Linked DNA regions of Drosophila melanogaster: region 1 is linked to region 2. The links are chromatin contacts, called in public Hi-C maps. All regions are on one chromosome and are shown on one strand. The core of a region is the stretch at or near the end of the contact, and the rest is flanking DNA. Distances in the headings are between cores, read along the strand shown. Region 1 holds the start of CG3631. Region 2 holds the start of CG14857.

Evidence for each region. Hi-C and Micro-C count contacts between places; a contact is called where the count stands out from the background.
Region 1: a contact with region 2 is called in a Hi-C map of the Kc167 cell line, with 2.5 times the contacts expected there. A contact is called at or near these places in 10 of 107 Hi-C or Micro-C datasets (the Clone 8 cell line, the D17-c3 cell line, the Kc167 cell line and 5 more).

What each region holds. Positions count from the first base shown.
Region 1 is chr3R:14,875,629-14,880,944 of dm6, reverse strand. It overlaps CG3631, which reads right to left and starts at 1,488. Exons shown (of 5, transcript NM_206490.3): 1 at 902-1,488; 2 at 151-781. The coding sequence starts at 429.
Region 2 is chr3R:14,800,489-14,805,983 of dm6, reverse strand. CG14857 reads right to left here and starts at 4,211. Exons shown (of 5, transcript NM_142135.4): 1 at 3,850-4,211; 2 at 3,530-3,788; 3 at 2,816-3,230; 4 at 2,241-2,747; 5 at 1,642-2,169. The coding sequence starts at 4,179. The coding sequence ends at 1,998. It overlaps CG14856, which reads right to left. Exons shown (of 4, transcript NM_142134.2): 4 at 4,821-5,495. The coding sequence ends at 5,060. btsz (bitesize) reads left to right here. Exons shown (of 14, transcript NM_001014622.3): 14 at 1-1,892.

The sequences.
Region 1 (5,316 bases), core at 239-2,738, 78 kb before region 2:
AATGCTTAGTGAATATACTTAGATGCATATTATAATATAGAATGTTTTCCCCTATTAAAAATTCATTTCCTTATTTTGTTTGCATAAGCAGCCAAACATAAATCACGAGCATAGCAATTCTGGCAGACCCACTAAGATCCATCGACTTACCCAGTTCGCAATGTCCCAGAGGACACTGGCGTTCTCGTACGGCGCCGCCTTGTAGTTCTTAAGCAGCTTGTTGCGGAACATGAAGAAGCGGGGATTGCGATTGAGGTAGTTGGGTTTTAGGTGGCGCATCTTGTGCCGTATCATGTTCTCCAGCGCCCGGACGCTGGCCAGATGACCCTCCTCGGCGCTGAGGTAGTACATAAAGTAGAAGTTGGCACCGAGCGCCAAGCCCAACAGGCTGGCCACGATTCCCGCGATGATGACGCTGCGCTTGTTCATCCTGCAGCCTGGGCGGGCGTTAGCCTATTTTTAATATTACGTATACGCAGCGATAGCCGCACTGGCAATTTGCACAATTCTAGCCGAAATGTTGATATGGCCGGGCTGGCACAGTGGCATGCTGCTGCTGTTGTTGCTGCTGTCGCTGCTGTTCCTCTGGCAATTGTTGCAGTTGTTGGTGTTGCACTTGCAATACTTGCTGCACTTCTTGCAATTGTTGCTGCTGCTCTGGCGATTGTTGTTCTTGCTGCGGCTGCCCTTCCTTTTGCTGTACCTATTTTTTTTTTTGGCAGACATCGGCTAACAACTGTTCGCATCAGTCCATTGTTGTGCAAATTAATTGTGGCCGCCTCTGAAAACGTGTAAGCATTAATTAAATTGTCAGCAGTAGAGAAAACGAGTCCTGTTCCGGGTTCTAGTCTATTTTGCTCACCCACCGCAACAAGTTAATCAGATCCGGTTGTTAACACACCTATGTACTGTTGACCCCACTCGAATTCTTGGCAATTCGTGTATCTTAGTATTTCCGTGTGATTCATTCAATTTAGATAATAACCGCGCCGATCAGTTGATAACTTCTAAATGATGGCATAAATCATGATGGTTTGATAATGTCGTTCTCCTAAGTGGTTATCCCATTGATCCTTCTATGCATTCAGATGGCATCCGATTGCAAGCAATCATCTAGAAGATGTGCAAGATACGAGATATGTGTGAAGTGTTCCTGGCACAAATAGCTTTCTATCTGACTTAACCGTTTGTTTACAAGCGTGCAGTTGCCCCATTGGGATTCTTGGCCACAATTGCCCAATAAATCGTGGTCTTCCTCTTCTGCTGCTGCTTTAATTGGTCGCCGTCTTATTTTTGGCCAACATCCACATGAACGAAGACCGCACTGCACGCATTCGGATTCGGAAGACAAAGAATTCTGTTGTCGCACTTAGGTTGCCTCTCCGATTTGGCAGATCGTGTATAAATAGCTTTTGTTTATGTCGGTGAAAATGGGAAAAACGTGCGTTTTTCACCGGCGCAGGAAAATGACAACAAAAGGGAAATCGTGATGTAAACAAAAAGCAGCTGACTTCAGCTGTTGCAGCCCTCGTTGGCCTGCGTGAAACGATCTGGCAACGTCATGCATAACCGCCAAATTCAATTTACATTATATATTCGTGTGATTTCGCCTTATTTTTGGGCTAATCCTCTCAGGTGGCTAAAAGTTAATCAAAAAACTAAGCCAACCCACAAAAGGAACGCAGGCTAAAGGTCAAATGCTCACACACGTTTGAGTTATTATAAAAACCCACACAATTCCAAATTGCACAGATGAGCCCAAGCGTGTACACTGCAAGAAATATTCGATCACGAAAAACTAACAAGTTTAGTATATTTGTTATTAAGAAATGAAATATATAATGCTGAACAGTAAGGAAATTAACTGTTGGCATCGATTTAATGAAATTGATTGGGCAAGACGAAGACTTTATTAGTTTCTTATAAATTATAATCTTTTCAACAATTTTCAAGAGTGCAGAGGTATGTGAAGTTAGCTTAGTTATTTTGTTCCATCGATGGGATAGCCTGGGAGTTTACCTTGCCTGCGGCCTCCCATTGGAGCAGAGCGCATAAACTGCGCCCACTTCTCAGCCCGAATGAAAGGGAAAAAGGAGGCCGAAAGGAGTGAAAGCAGGGAAAGCTGGAAAAGCTGGCAATGGGGAAAATCGAGGAGAGTTATCCCAGGCCACATATGGCGCAAAATAAACCGACAAATGATAACGGCACTCGAGCAAACAACAATAAAGGATGAAAAGCACGAAAATCGAGTAAATGAAAGAAATAATGGTGTCGGGAGTGTACAGCCAGTAACAAAACGCACGAACGTGTAAGGGGGGTTCCTTATCCACCAAACCCCAAGCCCCCCTCCCCACCACTTTTCTGCACACTTTGGGCCCCCGAAAATTCAAATGCCGACAGCATCCGCCGCCACATTTGTTGCTGGCCTGGGAAATCCAAAGGCAGTTGGCGGCCAGAACGCAACACCCTCGACACATAACGACTACAGTTAAATTTAGCCAGCAGTCGCATCACTCGCAGAAATAAAGCTATTGAGTTTTCTAAATTATGTAACAAGCGAATTCAGACGATTTGATTTGAAAAAATTTCCTGAAATGGTTTCGTTTTCCAATGATTTCGGATATTAAATGATATTAAGCAAATACTTATGGAACAATCTATATTGATAACCCTCTTGCCGAAACTACTAACTTCTCATTTGTTTTTAAGCATTGACCAGGAGATTTTTTTCAGTGCATGTAGTGAGTACGCAAGTGCCAGAAAATGATCTGCTTGCTTGTCTTCATTGTTTTGTGGGTTTGCTCGTTGGTTTGTTTGTTTGTTTGCCAGTTCGCGTGGGTTGTGTAATACATATTGAAATAAGCCAATTTCTGAATCTGGTGAGCGGCAAAATGCATAAGTTGCAAAGAAAATGCCAATTCAAGAATTTTTAATCCACTTTCATATTCAAATATCCATTTGATCAATATTAGTGCTATAATATTACGATTTGTAGCAGAAATGTGTATAGTTGATAAGAACTAAACCTATTAATATCGGCTCATTTCTAATTAATATCAATTAGGAATCCCCACTCACAGCCAAATGAAAACGAACAAATAAACAAAACTAGACAATTCAATTAGGGCGAAAATTGTGAAAAGCCAATGGAAGTACACAGTTCTTCGTAATTGGGTCAGATGTCGCTAACGAGTATGACAATTACACAGAATGTTTCCCAAAGCTGACGGCGAACGCCAAGGAATCAATTTCGGCCAAAAGAAGGGGGTTTTCCCCTTGACGTGTGTGCGCGTAATGAGCTTTCAAAATATTTAGCTGAAATTGGAAATTTATTTGGACATACATAAGTACAAGGATATTGGACAGAATCCTTGGGAGTGAATAAATATTTGAGTGTGTAATAAATTTTTCCAGTAAGGAAAGAGTGTATGCATATGAAAGTATCCCTGAGAATCGTTAAAATACCGCGAAATCTGTGCAAACATAATTTAAATTTGTATCTGCACTTATACCTTCCTACTTTGTTAACCCGAAGCGAACACAAGAGGCTGTTAAAAAAAAAAGAAAATCAATTAATTCACATACCAGCACAGATGGGAAAGTTACACACCGCGTCGTGTTAATTGCCCATGTGCCCCAATTCATGTTTTTTTATCACAGCTCTTTTTGTTTGTCTCCGCTGGATGGCGCTTTCCTTAATGGCTGTCGCTCTTATCTGGCCCCTCATGCGTTTTGTAATTAATTGGCAGACATTTTACTGCCGTGCAACGTTGTCATAGGTCGTTCAGCACGTGCTGGCCGAAGGCGGCGCGGGTGGTGGTTTGTGGATGGTGTTTCCTAATGATTAATTACAATTTAATTTGTTTGGCATTTTGCAGCGCTTTAACGGCGACGTTGGACGATGACAAAATGTCCTTTGGGCTCCCGAAGGATTCATTTAAATTTCAACAATTGCTTGCCGCCAAATAAATTTGTCTCTGCGCTCAATTTATTATGTTTGCTGCAAGTTTAATTGAATTTGTTGGCACAATACAACGGGGATCCATCTAATTAATTGTTTTTTGTTTTTCTTCTGTGTTTTGATTCGCATTTATCTTCAATTCGTGCCCTTCTTTGTTTTGCGATTTTGCTGCTTTGCTTTGCTGCCAGAAATATGCAAATTTTGGCTAATAAGTCGCCCTATGAATTATGGGAACACAGAAAGTAATCTCTTTAATTCGAAATTTCTTTTGGCACTTGAAATACATTGATAAGTCATGGTTTCAAGCAAAATCTGTAAAGATTTTCCGTGACAAGTATGTCAGGATATTTTTTACGACTCTTTTCAGCCCTCCGTTTGTGCAAGAAAAGGACGTGAAAAATGGGTAACAATTTTGGGGGCCCAACGTGAAATTAACTCATTCGTTGTGGCCTAGAATAACAAAAGACACTCGCACACACACTGGCACATCCTTTCAGACACACACACTCACACAGTCGTAAATAGACGCTCCTAAGGTCAAGCAACGTCATTTTTCAGACGGCCAAACAAAAAAAAAATTGATCAAGGAAGAAAAAAGGGAGAATAACTCGGCTTCAAGTGCCGCCACATGGAGAATTTAATGTGTCATAGTGTTGGGTACACAAAGTGTACAAGTGTGCGAGTATGTGTGCGGGTAATGTGTGTGAGCCAAAACACATGCTCGGTCAGGAGGAAAATATAAACAAACGCCCACGCAAAAGCTTCGCGCTCCTTTCAGCCCGAAAAACTATGCCACGAAAAAGCTTTGTGCGTAAAGCTGAGGAGCAACAGTTCCGCACGAGAGACAGCAAGAGAGCGGAAGAGCGGATGCAGCACGGCAACACTGGAAGTGGAAGAGCTCCCTCTCTCGCGGCGGAGCAACAGTTAAGATTCCGCTCTCACCCTTCGCAGTCCCCGGACAAAGTTGTTGTTGCTTTCCCCACTGCGAGCGCTCCACCTGAAAGCTGTTGTTGTTGTGGAATTTGAGTCAATGGAGCGGAGAAATACACGGCAAAAACTGGTACTTGATTTTGCAAATGAAAGGATACAATATATTGCAAAAGCTCTAGCTTAAATCTGTTTGTAAAGGCTTTCATATATTTAATTGTTCAATGATATGTTCGGTGAATAAGCATATAAGGTAAATTTCCAATTGAAGCTGTCCACCTCGTCGTATACTTAATAAATAAGTATTTGTATATATTCATCAGGCTAAGATAAAAAAACCAATAAGGAATGAATTGTTACTCTTTTTTAATAAGACCTTAGCATAAGCAGAACAGCTTACTCTTTTATTTTTGTTTTATAATAACAAT
Region 2 (5,495 bases), core at 2,962-5,461:
ATGATCTGGGCATAATATAGAACATACATTTACACACTTTGGTAGCACGGATCGCCACAAACGAAGCCGATGAATCAATGTGAAAATGCAGAAGCAGTTGAGTGTGGTCATAGAATACTTTCTCTAAATCAACATAAATGTCAAACAATAAGCAGCAAATATTGCAAAAGTAATTGGTATTTAGTAGCATAGAATAAGCGCAAGTAGGAAACCACCATATACACAAAGATATACTTGTTCTACCCACAAATAGTTCATAATCTAAGATTAAAGCGTTTGCTGTTGGTTGGCTCCCTAATCTAGCCATAAATTTTGTTGGGAATCCAATCAAACCCACATCTAATATACATAAATATACACAAACACACGTGTAGCTATAGTTTATTCCCTCTAAGGTCTCCAAAGTTTCAATGTTTACTACATGTATATTTTTCTACTACTTACTATATATGTACTTACCACCTAAATCAAGAATATCACTTAACCAAGGATCGCCGCAGGAGAGCAGATTGTGTTTTAACAATCGGCACCCGATCCCAATCTATCCACTTACTCACTGAGATGGTGCTATATAGTCGTATATAGGATACTCGAGTACCCTCCGTACTCAGTCTCAGGTCGCGGGAGAACTATGAGAGATCTTTTTACCTTTTTACTGTGTACGTGCATTTCGGATTCAACTGAACTATTGTGAACTAGTGTTGATTATACATGTTTATGAATGCGATGCAGACGTCACATCTATCTACTTTATACATATACATCTACTACTGAGATACGTTACTTATAACACCTTTACAAGCAGTGAGCACTCCGGTCGCATTCCGTAGTATTAGGCGATTCGACGAGGAGAGTATTTGTTATTAGTCCCAGTTCGCACAGATCGGGAAACCCTAGTGTTAGGTGATTTCTATAGAACATTTTTGACGATTACGACGCATCCCCTTGGATGCCAGGCAAATTACACAGATTAATGTTACAGATATTGATATCAGAAGTATTTATATACCCATTGTATTTGTTAGCGTTCGCCAGAATTGCTCATAGAAAAACCCAAAGAAGAAGATACATTTTGAATATTAACCCCGAAAAAGGATGATTTTGATTAGGGTTAGAAGCCTTTCCTCCGCCCCAAAGATACACACGTTGCGTTAATGTAGAAAACTTTTATTAGCGAATACACACATAAGATACACAAATATACAAACTTATAGCAGAGGATATGAAAAACGCTGCGGTTGCCTTCCTAAAAGCATTAATCCAAGTTGTTTCACAGCTGACACTGATTGTATGTATATCCCTGTACTGCCCTGAGAACAATATTTTGAGCTCGTTTATATGGTTTTACATTGAATTCTACATATAAGCTCAGTTGAGGTGAAACTAATAGTTTGGTTAATTCTTTGCTAAATAAGCTAATGAGTTGGTAGTTTCAAATTATGTATTATCTGGCAACCTGCGACAGGGGCACTAAATCACTTCTCGCCATGTCTGCGTTGGACTTTACACTTAGATTTAAGGGAACAGACCTTTGATCGGTCAGTTTTGCAATGCGGAAATCCCAATTGAGATTCCGAGCTGTTGTACGCTAGAGTTTGTAAGACTTTCCATGGCAATCGGGGCAGGATGAAGAAGCGATTTAAATTGTAGCCGTTATGTTTATGGCATTTAAGCGTTACAAATTACAAGAGTTTACATAACCATTTACAAGATACAAGATACTTATGACCCCTTTACTTACAAGTAAGTACTTAATTACAAAGGCAACAATACCGACACACACGATTCCAACAAGCTGATGAACTCAAAAAATTGGCTCAATACAAGTTGCTAAGTTAAAATAGTGTTATAAATTGTGAACAGCAGTGAATCAATAAAATAAAGCAAACTTCAAATCTACTGACAACTTTCGCAACTACAGTGTCCACTTCTTTTGCTAATACCCTTTGGGATTGATTCTTAAAGTCTATGGGGAAATACTTTGAATGGGCTTCACTCTACACTTCCGCTTCCGTTTCGGATTTTGTTTGTCCATTGAGCTGGTGCAGCCTCACTTCTTCGGTGGCTTCCTTGGATACATCGTCATCGTGGCGACGCCAACAATCAAAGGATAGCATGGATTCGCCCTTTCCAAATGCCTCGCCATCAGCCAATGTGATGGGCAGTTGTCTGTAGAGAATGAAAAGGAAAACACATTTCAACACGCCTCCTTCCATCATTTCAAATACCATGACCCTTACCTATTGTTCGTTTCCGGCAGCATGAGAGTGCATCCGGATGCGGTAAGCAGGAGCAGCGCCAGGATGAGGGACGGAGCGGCCGCCAACTTAGTGCCCAAATGAATGAGGTAGGGGGACACAAAGGAAGCACCCGCAGCAGCCAGATGCACTGCAGCAATTCCGCGCGAGCGCACACAAGTGGGCAGCAGCTCGGAGGCAAACTGCGAGGTGACCGTGTAGCACATAGAGATGCCCAGCCGCATGGGCAGGGCGAAGGCCAGCAGCAAGGTCACGTTCTTTTGAGCGCCCTCCGTGGAGAGGGCCACGCCCAAAGCGCAGGACAGGAGTCCGGTGCAGAGCATGGCCAGAAATGCAGTGGCTTTGCGGCCAACTCGGCTCTGCAGTAGGCCCTGAATAAATCCAGACGGGGGAACGACCACCGCAAAGAGCGAGAAGACCACAAAAGGTGAAAGTCCCATGCCCTCCACATTTCTAGAGATGGTATTGAAGCTCAGCGAAGTCAGCATACTATGAAGACAAATATGGAAATACCAAATATTAAATAGACAAAATTATTAATTACAAACCTCACTTACAAAGTGAAAACCACCAGCAGCGATACTTTCCTCAGATTAGGAGTCCGCAATAAATCGAAAATTCCTGCCGTTTGTTCCGGTTGGTTTGAAAGCTTCCTCTTGACGATGCAGTTCCTCCTGAAGGCTTCAAAGTCAGCTGCTTTCACCTCCATGCCATTGAAGTGGGCAATGTGCTTCAGTCTGGCAATGGCCCCCTCCACATTGGTCCGTGTGATTAGCCACTGAGCGCTCTCCTGGACCACAAAGTAGAACAAAGCCACCACCAACTGGAGCAAAGCCGAGCAGGTCAGGTAGATCCGCCAGTTGCCAGCCAGTACGGAAAGCCAGGGGGCCACCAGAGCTCCTAGACAAAAGCAAATGCCCAGGGTTCCACTAATGGCCATATTCCTTAGTTTGGGCGCCAAGTATTCCAGAACTACAATAGAAAGGGCATTAATTTGTGACAAATTATTTTTAGCTTAAAAAGAAATCTTTAAAAGCAATGTTAACCTACGAAAAAACCTGAACAAATAGAATGCCTTCCAAATGTATTTTTATGATATATAAGATAACTTATAGTCTATAGTTATTAAGTATTTTTTGGTATCATCTGGTAAGCCTAATCTAATGCTATTGTTGGAAATTCAGGAAGTAATAAGGAGTAGGCACTGTTGTATGTATGTATATATGTAACAGATTTTTTACTTATTCTCAGCGATATCTCGCAGTGCTTACCCAGAATAAACATCAGATAATAATTTGCTGTAGCCGCGAGCCCAGAAATGCATCGAAAAATGGCGAACTGCACTAAGTTGGAGGCGTAGGTGGTAAGAAAGTCGCCTACGAATCCACATTGATTGGCCAGGATCACGGCTCTCACTCTGCCGATCCTGTCACCCAGGACGCCAAAGGTGAAGGTGCCCATCAGGGAGCCCAGGAAGAATAGAGATTGTCCGATCCGTGCCTTGTATGCATCATTACACACCCAGTTCAGCTGATCAATAGAAGATATTACTTTAATTTGGAAAATCTTTGGCATATCTGAATACACTCACCTCTGCATTCATGCTCCTAAATCCAAAGTCATAGTTGTATATCCAACGCTGGCACGTCTCATTACTCACCGTTACCCTGTCGCCCTCGATCTTATCCAATCGCGTGCAGGAGGCCTCCTTGCCAAATGGGGCATAGATGGCGGCGATCTCCTCAAAACTACGATTCTCGAGTGCCTCATGATAACACCAGTGCTGGGGCACAAACCCAATTATGTTCTGCGAGTAATAGTGCACGGTGGTCGTGAAGGCTATGTAGCCGAGCAGCAGTATCATCAGGTACTGATAGCGACCCGCACTGCCGCACTTCTCCAAGATCTGGTCGAAATCCATGACGTGCTCTCGCTGAGATTCTATTAAGACTAAACCCCGCCAATCCGTGCCGAGGCGAAAACGTTCCGATTCCAAACGAGACGCGGGTAAAGAGTGCTAGGTGGCCGGATTCGCACATTGAGTCTACGTCCAACAGCGATAAGATTGTTTTGAGGCAGCCTATCGTCTATATGGCGGGCTGCTCAAACGCGGACGCTTTATTATTTAAGTGAATTCACTCATTCACTCCAATCTAAACAAACGCCGGCGTCTCACGAGGAGGAAAGCCTACTCTGGACTAGATAAACACACGGCGCGACCACAGAACAACAAGTTCAGTGGACTCTTAATAAAACCAAAAAAACGAATCGCCGATTTTCCCCAAGTGTAGTAATACACATGAGTTCAGTAGTGCATTTAGATAATGCTGGAAGGGCAGAACATATTCGCCAGCATAAAAACCATATACCCTGTCTGTATTTTATAGATCTATACAATTCAGGGCTTTTTAAGCCCAATTATAATTATGTTTAAATGCGGGTTGTTCCATTCTTTTGCATACATACGTATATTTTATTATCCACAAGATAAGCAAAACTATATTATGACTAAATCGTTCTTATCCAAACCACCGACAACAATAATTATTAGACAGTCATCTTGGCTTTCTTATTGTCAGCTATATTATCTTGTACTTTAAACACTAGTCATATATATGCTTATAATAGTCTGCAAGTACAGATAAATAGACTATAAATATTCAGCATATGAATTTGAATAGCAACACTTTCGTTAGCTTGATTATAAAGCTCACAAACACGTTGCTCAAAATAAATTATTATGAACACAATTAAATGCAATAGGCAGCTACAATCCTTCCTTATATATATTAAGCACTTACTTAGTAAGTACGCTTATCCCCCATTAGTTTTTCTATGGTGTCAGCACTGAGATCGTGTTGATCTGCCTTTTTAAAGCTTCTCATAAAGTCGAACATCCGCTCGCCCTTGCCAAACTCCTCGCCCTCCGCTAATGTTAAAGGCAGCTTTTTGTTTCTCGTCTCCGACAGGAGCAGGCAAATCCAGGCGCTAACTAGGAGTAGAATGCAGGTAATGATCGAGGATGCTGCCCGGAAATATGTGTCCAAATGGAGTATAAATGGCGAAATGAAGGACAATGCTGCTGCGGTGACATGAATTACCGCCAAACCACTGGATCTCACACAGGTGGGCATTAGCTCAGTCGATATCTGCATGGTGGATCCCGTAGTCACGGAGATCCCGAACCGGCACATCAGCAGAAGGCACACCATCACCGTGGCGCTATGCTGCGTCCAG